2 separate regions of the Rattus norvegicus genome follow, and region 2 is linked to region 1. A link is a contact called in public Hi-C data. All regions are on one chromosome and are shown on one strand. Each heading gives the region's core, a stretch centred on a gene start, on an enhancer-like site or on the middle of the called end of the contact. The rest is flanking DNA. Distances are from core to core; before and after follow the strand shown. Region 1 has its middle 14 kb from the start of Trnaa-agc101. Region 2 has its middle 29 kb from the start of Ccnl1.

What was found. A called contact is a pair of places that touch in the nucleus more often than the background predicts.
Region 2: a Hi-C map of the Rat2 cell line shows a contact between it and region 1, with 16 times the contacts expected there. The contact joins two enhancer-like sites. A contact is called at or near these places in 9 of 12 Hi-C or Micro-C datasets (the A7r5 cell line, the Rat2 cell line, Schwann cells and 4 more) and 1 of 1 datasets of contacts at active chromatin or transcription factors (oligodendrocytes).

What each region holds. Positions count from the first base shown.
Region 1 is chr2:152,400,947-152,407,066 of GRCr8, reverse strand. No RefSeq gene overlaps it. Among named protein-coding and RNA genes, the nearest start is that of Trnaa-agc101, 14 kb to the right of the region's middle. Within about 2 kb of position 2,991, at least 17 of the 93 cell types and tissues checked have an H3K27ac peak or open chromatin away from gene starts, as enhancers often do.
Region 2 is chr2:152,475,883-152,482,002 of GRCr8, reverse strand. No RefSeq gene overlaps it. Among named protein-coding and RNA genes, the nearest start is that of Ccnl1, 29 kb to the left of the region's middle. Within about 2 kb of position 2,397, at least 60 of the 93 cell types and tissues checked have an H3K27ac peak or open chromatin away from gene starts, as enhancers often do.

The DNA.
Region 1 (6,120 bases), core at 1,742-4,241:
TGGAATCAGCAATGCAGAAAATGGGATTCAAGAAGAAAACAAAAACCGAAGTGAGGCTTGAAATGAGCAAAGCAGTGCAGAGGGCTGGCAAGAGCCGGGCACCACTGGAGCCGGAAGAGCATGGAGATTGTCATCTAAGGGAGTGCACAGTGAAACTGGCTGCCCCTTAGCAATATCCGACACAGAACACTCCGACTTGGGGAGGGATGAAAATACCCGGTGACATCAGAGGCTCCTAGCACAGCCAGGGCATTCTAGAGGTGTGCGGTGTCAGGACGGCCTGTGCTGGCCTCATTTATCTACCTGAGTCATTTGAACAAAGCACTCACTGGCTTAGCTTTGTTGTGACTAGAATTTGGAACCAATCCCCTGGCTCTGCCCCCATGGGTTTTGCTTCTGCAGCACGGAGTGGGTATGTAGGGACATGGACTGAATCCTGTGGCAATCAAGGATAGACTGTTCCTTCTCTGGGCCACAGGCTTCTCTAGGAAGGCGCCTTGGCCAAGTGTTTATGTGTCTCCAGAACCAAGTATAGCGTCTGGCAACCGGCAGGTTCTCGCGAATAAATGACAAATCACAGAGACACATTCTGGGAAACACAGGGTTTTTGTGGTGACAGCATGTTCACTAGCAGAGTACCGCGTTGTGGGACTCTTTAGTTTGTGGGACTCTAAGAATAATTTTCACGTTCTGGGAAACCTGTCTGGCTCTGATTACACATGGGAAAGTGCCGTGATGTGGGGATTGGGGTTGTCACAGGCAGACGGAAGACCTCAGGAAAACACACTAAAATGGAGGTATTCATTCTGGGGAGGCTGCAGAATACTCAACGAGCTGGCATTCTTATTCTTCGAGCAAACAAGAGGCCCTGCTTGAACACAAGGGCTGCTGAAGGCCTTAAGAAACCTTACTTCAGACTTCCCTAGGACTCCCACATATTCCCCAGCCTTTCCACTAGGGGGCAGACAGAGGCCAGAGAACATCCCAGGCAGGAGCCCAGTCCCTCACAACGCTGCCAGCCTCCCATCAACACACTAGGCTGTTTGTGCTATGCAGAAGGAGAGGCTAGGCCTTTCTTCCGGCTTGACACAGTCTCATTGATAGTGTATGGTTTGCCTGTGACATTAGACACCGAAAAGTATGATGACCAAAATGTATGGTTCAGAATGAATGTTAATAAATAGAATAAAAAAAATAGGAAGAAAAAAAAAAAAAAAGGAAAGAAAGATCCCTGATGTTTTTTCTTGCCATATGTGGTTTGCGGGATCTTTCCTCATCCTGAGCAATCATGATGTATCTGAATTCAGTGACTTCTAACTAGAAAACTGCATTTGGCCTCTTTCTTGACCTCTTTCTTTAAAACAGCAACGTGGTTTCCATACAAGTTACTGTTTCCTTGGAGGCCCCATTCTACAGCCCTTTGTGTATCAACACACAGAAGAAAATATTTCAAGGGAAATTTATTTTTTAATAACTCCCACATGCCTTAAAAAGTCATTTCCTCCTAAGACACCCAGGGCAATCAGGGCCCCTTAATTGGCTTAATTTTTTATTCTTAATCCTCAAGGGTCGAGGGAAAACAACACAACTATCTTCCTGTTCCTATTATCCTCTCATAAATAGTTGGGCTCATGGGCTTGGCTCTAAAAGAAACTACAGTGAGCCTAAAGGAGTAAACATTTGTCAGACCAGATCCCAGACTCGAAGATCGTCGTAGATGTGAGTTACTCAAATGAAATTGGAGGGTCTGAAAGTTGCCCTCTGGCTTGCTGAGGGCGTTGCCTTAGAACTGGCTCCACATTTGCTAGCTTTAATAGAAATGTTCGTCAAAACAATATTTTGTGACTTTTAATGTATCTTTAATTGTGCTGAGAAAAAAGTAAGCAAAATACAGGAGCTTACTTACAGGGAAGGATCAGCCTGTCCTTAAAACATGGGTTTCTAGTGGAATAGAAATTCTTATGCAAATCATTTCAAGTCATAGACTTTTTTTTTTGAATGCTATCCCCGATTTCATGCTGATATTTTCACAGCTCAGAAATAGCCTATAAAGACAGAGCCTGACATCAAGTTGCTTTCATGGTCTGCAAAATGATCTTAAGAATTACCTAAAAATGTGCTGTTTTTAAATGACTTGTTCATCTAAAGTAATTTGATTTTCAATTAAAATAAAATAAACAGGCTTGGATATATTTGGACACAGATGTTGCTGTGCCTTCCAGATTCCTTTGTTTAAAGGTGTTTTCTAACTGACAAGATGTGTGGAGAAGACATTCATCTGATTGGGTATTCAGGCTTACAAAGAAAGTAATTACAGGGCCAGAGAGAGGACTTACCCTCCTTCATCTAAATTCCCTTCCACATATCAACATAGTTTGACCTTGATTTTTTTTAGATGTAAGTAAAGGACACTGATGTAATTCAAATAAAGCAATCTTTCAAATAACCCAAGGAATCTGGAATCAGAGATGACAGGCCCGAAGGACGAAAGCCTGAAGGGGTAACAGATTCTCCAGTCCTCACGCTGGATGCGTCTTCCCTTCCTATTGAGCTAAGATATTTTTGTCTTCTTTCCAGGGAACATTTGTTTGCCCAGTCCTCTGGAAAATGCCCAAATGCTGGCTTCCCCTTTCCCTCCCTCTCTCTTGCTTCCCCTCTCTCCCTCCCTACCTCCCTCTCTAAGCCCTTCTGGTTTTTCAGTCTCCCACTGACATTTGCACCAAGGCAGCCTCTGTGGTCAGAGAGGTGACCTCCAACCTTCCTCGCCTTTCTCGGAGGGCAGAGGCCCTCCCTTCTGCCCCTGACAAAGCACTTTCAGTCAACTCTTGGGTTTCTTCATGGTTGATTAAACTGTCTGTGTTTATTCAGGACCCTTCTCCTCTTTCTGTGTCCGGCCGCTGACCTTTCTGTTGCTTCATTGTCAGAGGAGAAAGCTCACGGGGCAGTCAGTCCGAATGCTTGTTAGCAGCCCTGGAAAACAGCTAGGCCACGGAAATTATTAGCGCGTCTTCAAAGCCAGTGGCTTTTCACCTGGGTAGCTGCCGTTGCCGGCGAAGCCAGAGGCACATGAAGAGAGCAAAAAACATTAGGTAGCTTGTGAGTAACGGTTCCTGGGTCCTTCTGGAACCGAATGGATGCTGATCATCTTGTTGTTAATGTCCTCGCGGCTTCCTGTAGTGTGAGGTCCTGAATGATGGTTGATCAGACTTTTGTCGCTTGGAGAGAGGAATGAAAAGGAAAGCGAAGCTCAGAGTTCTGTTGAGTAGCCAAAGACCAGGCAGGAAGGATGCTTTGAGCCAGAACTCCCTGCCTGCCGCAGTCCCCCTCCTACCCATGCATGAAAATTCTTGTCAGTATGATGGCTGACCCCTACTGTAACCCTGCCCTGGGCACGCCCAGGTCCCAGCAGGGCCATCAGCTGGCTAAAACCCAATCTTCATGTGGTTCTACCACACGGGAGCATCCCTTCTTTTCCTACACATTGTGACCAGCACCTGCTGTACTTTCCTCTCCAAAAGGCATTTTTGTATTCCGCTTCTTTGTGTATGAATTTCATCCTCCTGGCTTGGCTGCCAGCGCTCAGAGAGTGGGAAGAAGCCGCCTTTATCTCCCTGTGCCTGGAAGCACGGGTTGCGTATTTGAGTGAGGGTGGATAATGGAGGTGCAGATGGACGCTCTCTACATCACCTTTCTTCCTCTGCCCAGTCACTGCTGCCCATCTCAGACTGTTAGCTTTCAGGGGACTGGGATTCCACTTATGCCCTTAGTCACTGAAAGAGACACAGAGTAGCTGACTTCAGACTAGTCAAAGGCAATCACTAGGACTGATTTATTTATTGTTTATTATTATTATTATTATTATTATTATTATTATTATTATTATTATTATTGTCGTCGTCGTCGTCGTCGTCATCATCATCAACTTCAGGCTGGCCTCAAACTTTCTATATAAGTCCAGCATTGTCTTGAACCCCTGGTTCTCCTGCTTCTGCCTTTCCTGTGCTGGGATTATAGACGAGTACTGCCGTTATTCCTGGCTAATAAATTAAGTTTTGATGGTCGACGACTCTGTGCAGGTTTTCCGGTTACCCTTGCTCTGTTCTGTTTTTTTTTTTTTTTTCTGTTTAGTCAGCGACAGCTGGGCTGGTGAGAGGATGAGGCTTGCTCTAGGCAAGGCTTCTTCAGCTCTTTGACATCTGGAGTCTGCTGCCTATTGTAGGTTTACAACATTCCTTATCTCTGGCTTCTAAATTCCAGTAGCAACCCCCATCCGTGGCAGCTGAAACCTGCTCTGTCATTGCCAAATGTCCCTAGAGTCCAAGTGGGGATAGACTGATGGCCTCTGGGGAGGCCACAGCCGCCATGGAGAGAGAGAGAGAGAGAGAGAGAGAGAGAGAGAGAGAGAGAGAGAGAGAGGTGTGACCTGCAGAACCAGAGGGCTTTCTTCTTTTCTAGAAGGCTTTCTTTTTAGACATTCATTCATTTGTGTGTGGAGGGCAGAAGACAACTTGTAGGAGTCATTTGTCTCATTCCATCATTGGGCTGTAGGATTGAAGTCCAGGGATTGGGGATTTAGCTCAGTGGTAGAGCCCTTGCCTAGCTAGCGCAAGGCCCTGGGTTCGGTCCTTAGCTCCAGAAAAGAAAAAGATTGAAGTCCAGACTTCAGACTTGGCAGCAAGCACCCTTACCCACTGAGCCATCTTGCCAACTCTTGGTTTTGTTTTGTTTTCTTTTGAATGTAACCAGTGTCTGTCCTGGCCAGTTTGGGGAGAAAGTCTCTCTAAGTGGACTTACATTATATAGTATTTTAGCACTCTGTGTTAATTGTCCTCCCAGGGCCATTTTCTTTTTAAGTTGCTGCTCCTGGGATGGATCCTTCCATCTGGGGCTTGGACTCATCTTGTTTCAGGAACCCTGTGGCTTACTGAACCAGGGACAGGATGAACCACGGGAAGAGGAAACAGCTGGGCAACTCTGGTGGCGAGGACAATATTTGGGGTTTGATTCCTCCACTATCTTGACCTAGGAATTAGATTTTTACCCTCCTCTTCCCTGAGGATTCAAAAACATTTGGGAACAATAATCACACAATCTGAACTCACACAACACCTGGCTACAAACCAGATGTTACAATACTGATTCTCCCTAGAGCTCTTGCTAGGCTCTGGCAGGCAGCATGGAATGCAGTCCAGAGTGCTCACAGGGCCCCCAGGCCAGCAAGCTCTGGTCTCTGGTCAATGTCTGGCCCTTTTTGCCTATCTCAGCTGCCACAGGGATGACCCCGTGGCCTGGGCTCGGTCTGTGGGGGTGGGGCAAAGAAGACAGTTAAAGACTTGCGCGGTCTTCAGAAATCCTCTGTACTGCTGGTTCCACAGAATGCCAGCGGCCCGGGGCAGAGCGCCCTTGTCTCTCCCTATTGGGCACCTTCCATTCTCAGGAGGGAGAACAAGAAAGAGACTGTAATGTCCAGGCAGAGGTGGAATCAGGACAGAGGGTATGGTGCAGTCTCTGGAGATAGTCTCTCCAGACTTTGAAAACCCTGTCAAAATAACATGTCCTCAGAGACGGGAGCCTCTTCATGACTCATGGGGCTGAGCCTCTCTGGCTAGATCTCGTTCTTGAGCTCCCTGGGCTGCTCTCCCTGTGGACTCCTCTCTTTTGTCATCCCATGCTCATGTGAGTGTCCCTCCCCCTCCCCCTCAGTGCTTACTTAGCTTTTAAAGCCTGGTGACTCCACAGGTTTCTCCCCAACAAAGGCCACAGTTCCTTGCTGCCTTTGCGTGGTGACCGTGGGTCCCAAGTTCTCCAAAGGCCTCCCTTTAGAGCTATTTTTCTTTGCTTGTAGTGCAGCTGACAGATCGTTTTGTAGATAGCAACTGCCTTTGGAAAGTTCGGATTTCCGAATCGTGAGATAGGAAAAGGAGGAGAGCCGTGAACTCACGTTTGCAGCTAATGCTTCGGAGAAACGTCTTTTGAGTGAGTGGCTAAGGTACCTGGTGTTGTCGGTGACTCCTGCCCATCCTTTGGTTCATTTCTGAGGGCTTCTCTGCTGGGCTGGCACTGATACTCAGGATGAGGAAATGCCTTGGCTCAACCTGCTTTTGTGTCAGGAATCAAGTG
Region 2 (6,120 bases), core at 1,148-3,647, 76 kb before region 1:
GGAACTGACCCTTTCTTCTTTGTTCACCTTGTGATCTAGTGCAAGACTCAACCTTTCTGAACTCAATGTCCTCACTCAGACCTACACCAGGGCAAATCATCCGACCTTGCAAGGTTTTCCCGAGGGTTGTGAAATGGTGCATGTGAAAAGCCCAGTGTCTGGCACACAGATGTTGGTGAAACATGTTTTCACAACCTGAGAAGACTGAGCAGGGACGCAATCATGACCTCACTGAATGCCTCTCTGAGAGGCAGGAGCCGGAAGAAGGCTTTCTTATGGGAACTGTCATGATTCACACGCACAGACCATGCAGCCCATTGTCCACATGTGTCCCAGGATGATTATGAACTGACTTCATCTGCCAATTACTTTTGCCGACTGGATCATAGGGTGAACTTTGTAGATAATGTTGTGCTGTAATGCAAAGTGTAGAGGGTTGGTCTGACCCGGCTTTGTATCGTAATGCTAAATACTGGCCCATGAGGCTTAACTGCCTCCAGGGATGAGAGAGTCTGCACGTAGACCCAGCTGATGCTATGCAACCTTGCCCACCAAGTTTTTCCTGATTGGTGAACAAATCAGGCTAGGCAGAACTGAGATAGGCAGGGCTTGGGGGTGCCCAGGCTTAGGGTCGGAGGAGAACCATGAGGGAGAGAGGGAGGTGGAGGGAAGATACCACCAGGTAAGAATCTTAAAATCATGGCCGTGAGGGCTGGGCAATTGGAGTTAAGAGAAAACCAGGTGGAACACAGTAATAAGTAGGGATTATCAATAGGAAAGCAGAGATTAAAGGCATATAGGTAGATATCTGCCCAGCTTTCGTGCTCATAAAGGCTTATTATAAATTAAAGGTCAAGTGTGTCTTTTATCTGGGAATTGAATAGAAGCCCCTGATTGAGATTAAATGTCTTTGACAACATCAAAAGGTTGAACAGGGGCTGGGGATTTAACTCAGTGGTAGAGCGCTTACCTAGGAAGCGCAAGGCCCTGGGTTCGGTCCCCAGCTCCGAAAAAAAGAACCAAAAAAAAAAAAAAAAAAGGTTGAACAGGAGTCCTCAGGAACCCAGTCCTGGAACGGGCAATGCAATGGCTTGTTGAGATGCTTTGGTGAGTCCCTGGGATCTCGGTCAGCCCCTCTCAAGCTATTCTGTGCTGTGCTTGCCGTTGTTATGAAGGCCATACAATACTTGGCACCAAGTTGACAAGATTCTCCCTTGATCTGTTATGGGTATCTGAAGCCCATGATGCTATCTGCTCAAGAGCCTGTGCCCATAGCAGTCATTAGGCCAGGAGCAGAGTTTTAAAAAGAAACTACTCAGGGTTGGGGATTTAACTCAGTGGTAGAGCGCTTGCCTAGCAAGCGCAAGGCCCTGGGTTCGGTCCTCAGCTCCGGAAAAAACAAACAAACAAACAAACAAAAAACAAAAAACAAAAACAAAACAAAACCAAAACAAATAAAAGGAAACTACTCAAATCTGAGAATCGATTGAATGACAAGGGGTATAATGAAGTGACTGTTCTGGACAGGGTGATGCTCACATGTGACCATAGCTCTCTCAAGGCTGAGGAAAGTTCAAAGCCCACGTGAACTATATAATGAGACCTTACTTCCCTCCGCACTTAAAAACAACAAGTGTGTGGGGGAGAGAATGAGGAAGAGGAGGGAAAGGGAAAAGGTGGAGCAGAGGGAAGGGGAGGTGAGGAGAGGGGGTTGATTCACTGTAAATCTACTTCAGAGGCTAAGGGAAAGCACGTGATCCGGTCAAAGGGCATGAATTTTCAGTTACATTCACCGACACTAGAGGGCGACTGTTGACCAGATTATCGCACAGATGTGAAGGCAAAGGCTGCGTGTTTTGGTTTTTTGTTTTATTGTGTGGGTTTTTTTGTTTTGTTTGTTTGTTTGTTTTGTTTTGTTTTAAACAAAGCTGTTCTTCTTCCCTTCCCAGCATGTATGTGACAGTCCAGGTTCACACGAGGCAGTCCTAGCTCGAGGCAGTGAGCAGCTAGTAAGATCACATCTGAGGAAGCTCTCGGAGTGCTCCCAGCAGCTATGGGCCACACAGTTCTGATCTACTCGAGCGTCTCTCCAAATGATGGCTCAGTATTAACAGAAAAAGATACACGCCAAGTGTTCTTGTATTCTTAGGGGACTTGGAAAGATTACTGAAATGAATTGGGTGCAGTTTGGCCACTAGGGGACAGCACGCGGTCACCATTGCTTGTGGCTAGTTAGTTGGACGGGGTTGGGGTGGGGTTGGGGGTTGGCTGGTAAACTATGGGGAAAGACAGGAGACTCCACCTCTGACTCACAAAGGGCTTTGGCTTCAGACCGTGTTTCCTCACAGTGTTGGTTTTGCTTCTCACTTCAGTCCCAGGAAACTGGAGGGTGGGGCAGGAGTTATTGCCCCACTCCGGGGGCCAAGGATTGGAGAATTACCCTGGGAGGGTTAGTGCTATATGAGGTCACAGAGTGGCAGAGGCGGAGCCCACCAGGATCCTGGCTGCTCCTGGAAAACTCCTCTCTCAGAGCCTTGGATAAGCCGGGTTCTGTGAGGTAGGTGAGCGCAGAAACCAGGCAGACAGCGGTAGTTTTTATAATGTCGCCCAGCTCAGTCCTTCCTTGCACACCGGCAAGCCGTAGCTTCAAGGGCTCCACGGCTTAGCTCTACCCTTTACACTTCACCGGAGGAGACTGTGTTCTAGACTCAGACCCAGATCCCCCTCACTCTGCCTCCCTCGGGGCCAAGCACGTCCTTGTCCTTGTTCACGCTTTCTCTGACCCTGTGCAGGTGGGAGATTCGCTTAGTTCCCTCCCTCAGGAACCGAGCACAAAGGGGGCAGCTCACTTAGCTGACCAGACAGGGAGGAATATGTGTTGCACAGGCCGAGTGATCAGGAAAGGCGATTGATTTACGAAGAAGAAAAGGCCAGAAAACAAACAAAACACAGGCACTAAATGGGGAAGCAATTCTCTGCTCCCTGAAAGGAAGATCCAGGGTACTGCCCCAAAGAGTGTAGCCGCCACCTCTGGAACAATAGGTCTGCGCTGTGTGTGTGTGTGTGTGTGTGTGTGTGTGTGTGTGTGTGTGTGTGTGTGTGTGTGCCTCTTCCCCCAATTTTCCCTCTCCTCTTCGGAGTGTCATCTCCCCCACCCCCACCCCTTCTCTCTCAGCTGCACACACACCCAGGAGATAGGAAAACCAGCAAGAAGGGCAAAATCCTTGCCGGAGTCTGGACACTATGAGACGCTATCTTACCACACAGATACTAGTGTTTAATTTCTTTCTGAGAAAGTGAAGGGGATGTTAAACCTACACGAAAAATGAAAGTAGTATTGTTTATTTCCTTAGGGGGTACATAACTGTCATCTAACTCTGACGTGTGTACAGCAAGAAGCAGCCTAGGCTAGTTTGTTTTGATTTTTTTTTCAACTTGAACACTACAGAATACTTAGAGATGTTTTAATATTTTAAAAGATTTATTTATTTTATATATAAGTACACTGTAGCTGTCTTCAGACACACCAGAAGAGGGCATCAGATCTCATTACAGATGGTTGTGAGCCACCCTGTGGTTGCTAGGATTTGAACTCAGGACCTCTGGAAGAACGGTCAGTGCTCTTAACCACTGAGTCATCTCTCCAGCCCTTGAGTTTCTAGATAAAAAATGTGTGCGTGTTTTGTGCGCATATACGGCTGTGCACCACATGTTTGCAGTCCCTTGGAGGCCAAAAGATATCAGAACCCTTGAAACTGGAGTTATAGATGGCTGTGAGCTACCATGAGGGTGCTGGGAACCATTGAACTATTTCTCCAGACCCATTTCATTATTATTATTTTTTTTAAAAGAAGGAGTCAAAAAAGTTGTGGGAGGAAGGAGTTGGTGGCAAAGCAGAGCCAGGCCTGAGGCAGGTGGAGGAGCTTCAGCAAGAGGCCTAGGAAGGTGAGCCAGGTAGATGGCATCCTAAACACTGCCAATCATCCTCAAGGGTCAGAGGTGACAGCCACCGATGGGCACTACCCCTGCTCAGGGTCACGCCGAATGACCTAGGGCTGGTCTGACCAAGCAGGCCCAGCTGTGGGAGGAACTGTCAGAAGGGATACCTGACAGGAGACACAGTTCAGTTCCCCGCCTCCAGCACCACCCTCAGGGGACTGTTGGGTGCAGTTCAAGATTGGGAGAAGAGGAACTAAGAAACTAGATCATGAAAAAGAAAGGAGCCCTTGGCAGACGGCCTGGCATTCCTGAGGCTGTGTTCTGCACCTTCCTGTGAGGGCAGTCAGGCAGGCCCTGATCCAGCTTTCTGCAGCTGAGTCAGCTTCGAACTGAGGCCTCAGACTCAGAGGGTGACAGCCTCCAGAATTAAAGGGGGATTTGAAGATGATTTTGGACTCCTTGTACTGGCACTGGAAAGAACCTGGGAGGAGTTTGTCAAATCTCAGCAAGGGTCGCCATGTTGAATAACATTGGAGGCCAGAAACAGGAAGTGCTGTTTTCCTGCGTAAATGATCTACAGCTCTTGCTGGTAAGCCAAGAACGCTACCTCAAAGAACGGAGATGAAAGTAGCAGGAAGTGTCTGTGGAAACTGGAGCACCTTTCCAGGGCCTAGGAGGGTGTAGGCAGAAAGGAAACCTTAGCTCTGAACGTGACCAGGACTGGTGGAGCTAGGCCAAACAGCCTGAGAGGTCACATATTGGAGAAGGTTGGAGGTAGAACATCGGAGACACCATGTCTGAGGTTCCTTTTGTTCCTAGTGCTCCGTGACAGTTCCCTAAAACTCACTGCTCCAAGGAGATCAGAGAGAATCTCTGTGCTGACTTGAGATTAGCAAGCCTGGGAAGGTCTGGCCATGACCCCTCAGGCAGTTGTGACTCAGTCACCATTTTATGCCATGCTGCCTGGCAGTCACTGAAGGACTTCTGTTTGGCCCTCTCTATGGGCTCTGACTAAGCAGAAAAAGGGTAGATGGCTCATTACCTGGCTGGAAGCATCATTCTGCCTGATCTTCCCACCTGAGTGGTCTGTCCCTCCTCTGCCTTTTGGAAAGCAGAAGTCTGCCTGCCTTTTCCAGAGGCTTCCAAATATGGATACCCAAGCCTCCCTCTGCATGGGGTGGCATGGGAACTTTCACAGGTTTTTTGTTTGGTTTGTGTGTGTGTGTGTGTGTGTGTGTGTGTGTGTGTGTGTTTCATAATGGCTGGTTAGTTTGGTTACTTTTTCTTCGCTGGGATAAAATACTCAACCTAAAGCAGTTTGAGGAGAGGGTTTATTTGGCTTACAGTTTGAGGGGTTAATCCATCATGGTGAGGGAGAAATCAAGGCCTATTTATGGGTGTGGTGCCCTGTGCACCATCACTTGAGAATCAGAGGCAGGTGGACTCTGTGAGTTCAAGGTCAGCTTGGTCTATAGAGTGAGTTCCAGTCCACCCCAGCATGATAAAGAGAGACCCTGTCTCAAAATGAACTAGAGCCTCGTCTCTCAGCTGTGAGGTGTGAGGTAGCTGGTCACATTGAATTCATGGCAGAGATAGAAGGGGTCTGCAGCACACGGTTCCTCCTCTTCACTCATTCCAGGATTGAATACCCATAAGATGGTGCCTCTCACACGCAGGGAGGGTCTTCCCACCTTAATCCCATCAGGTGATTAACCAAGATTGGCTACCACACATTCTGCTCGTCCAAACCCAACCTTCTGTTAGGGTCACCCCTCTCCCCCGCCAGAGCTAGTCTCTTTGGGTGGAGTCTCTTCCTTGAAAAAAATCTCCCCTCTGTCTACGGTCACCCTAGCCTCACCTAGCACTGAAGGGTTCACCTTCTCCTCACTTTCCATGTCTCTCTCCCAAGCAGGTCCAGGGTCCCACTTTAGGTATTTCCAAGTTTGTGTTCTTGTTATGATCAGCCCAGACTATTGCAGCCAGCCCAACCATTTTGGGTTGTCAGTGACTGAACGTAGTAGCTGCCAGCAGGCGTGCACATACATGAGGCTGCTTTTCCTTCACAACAAGGCAGCTGGGTCATCATAAAACATCCCTGCTTTTAAGGCTCATTTCGGGAAAACATGATAGTAGTGTGACAGAATAAAGATTCAAGGCAGTTGGGTGTAATTGGATGTTACT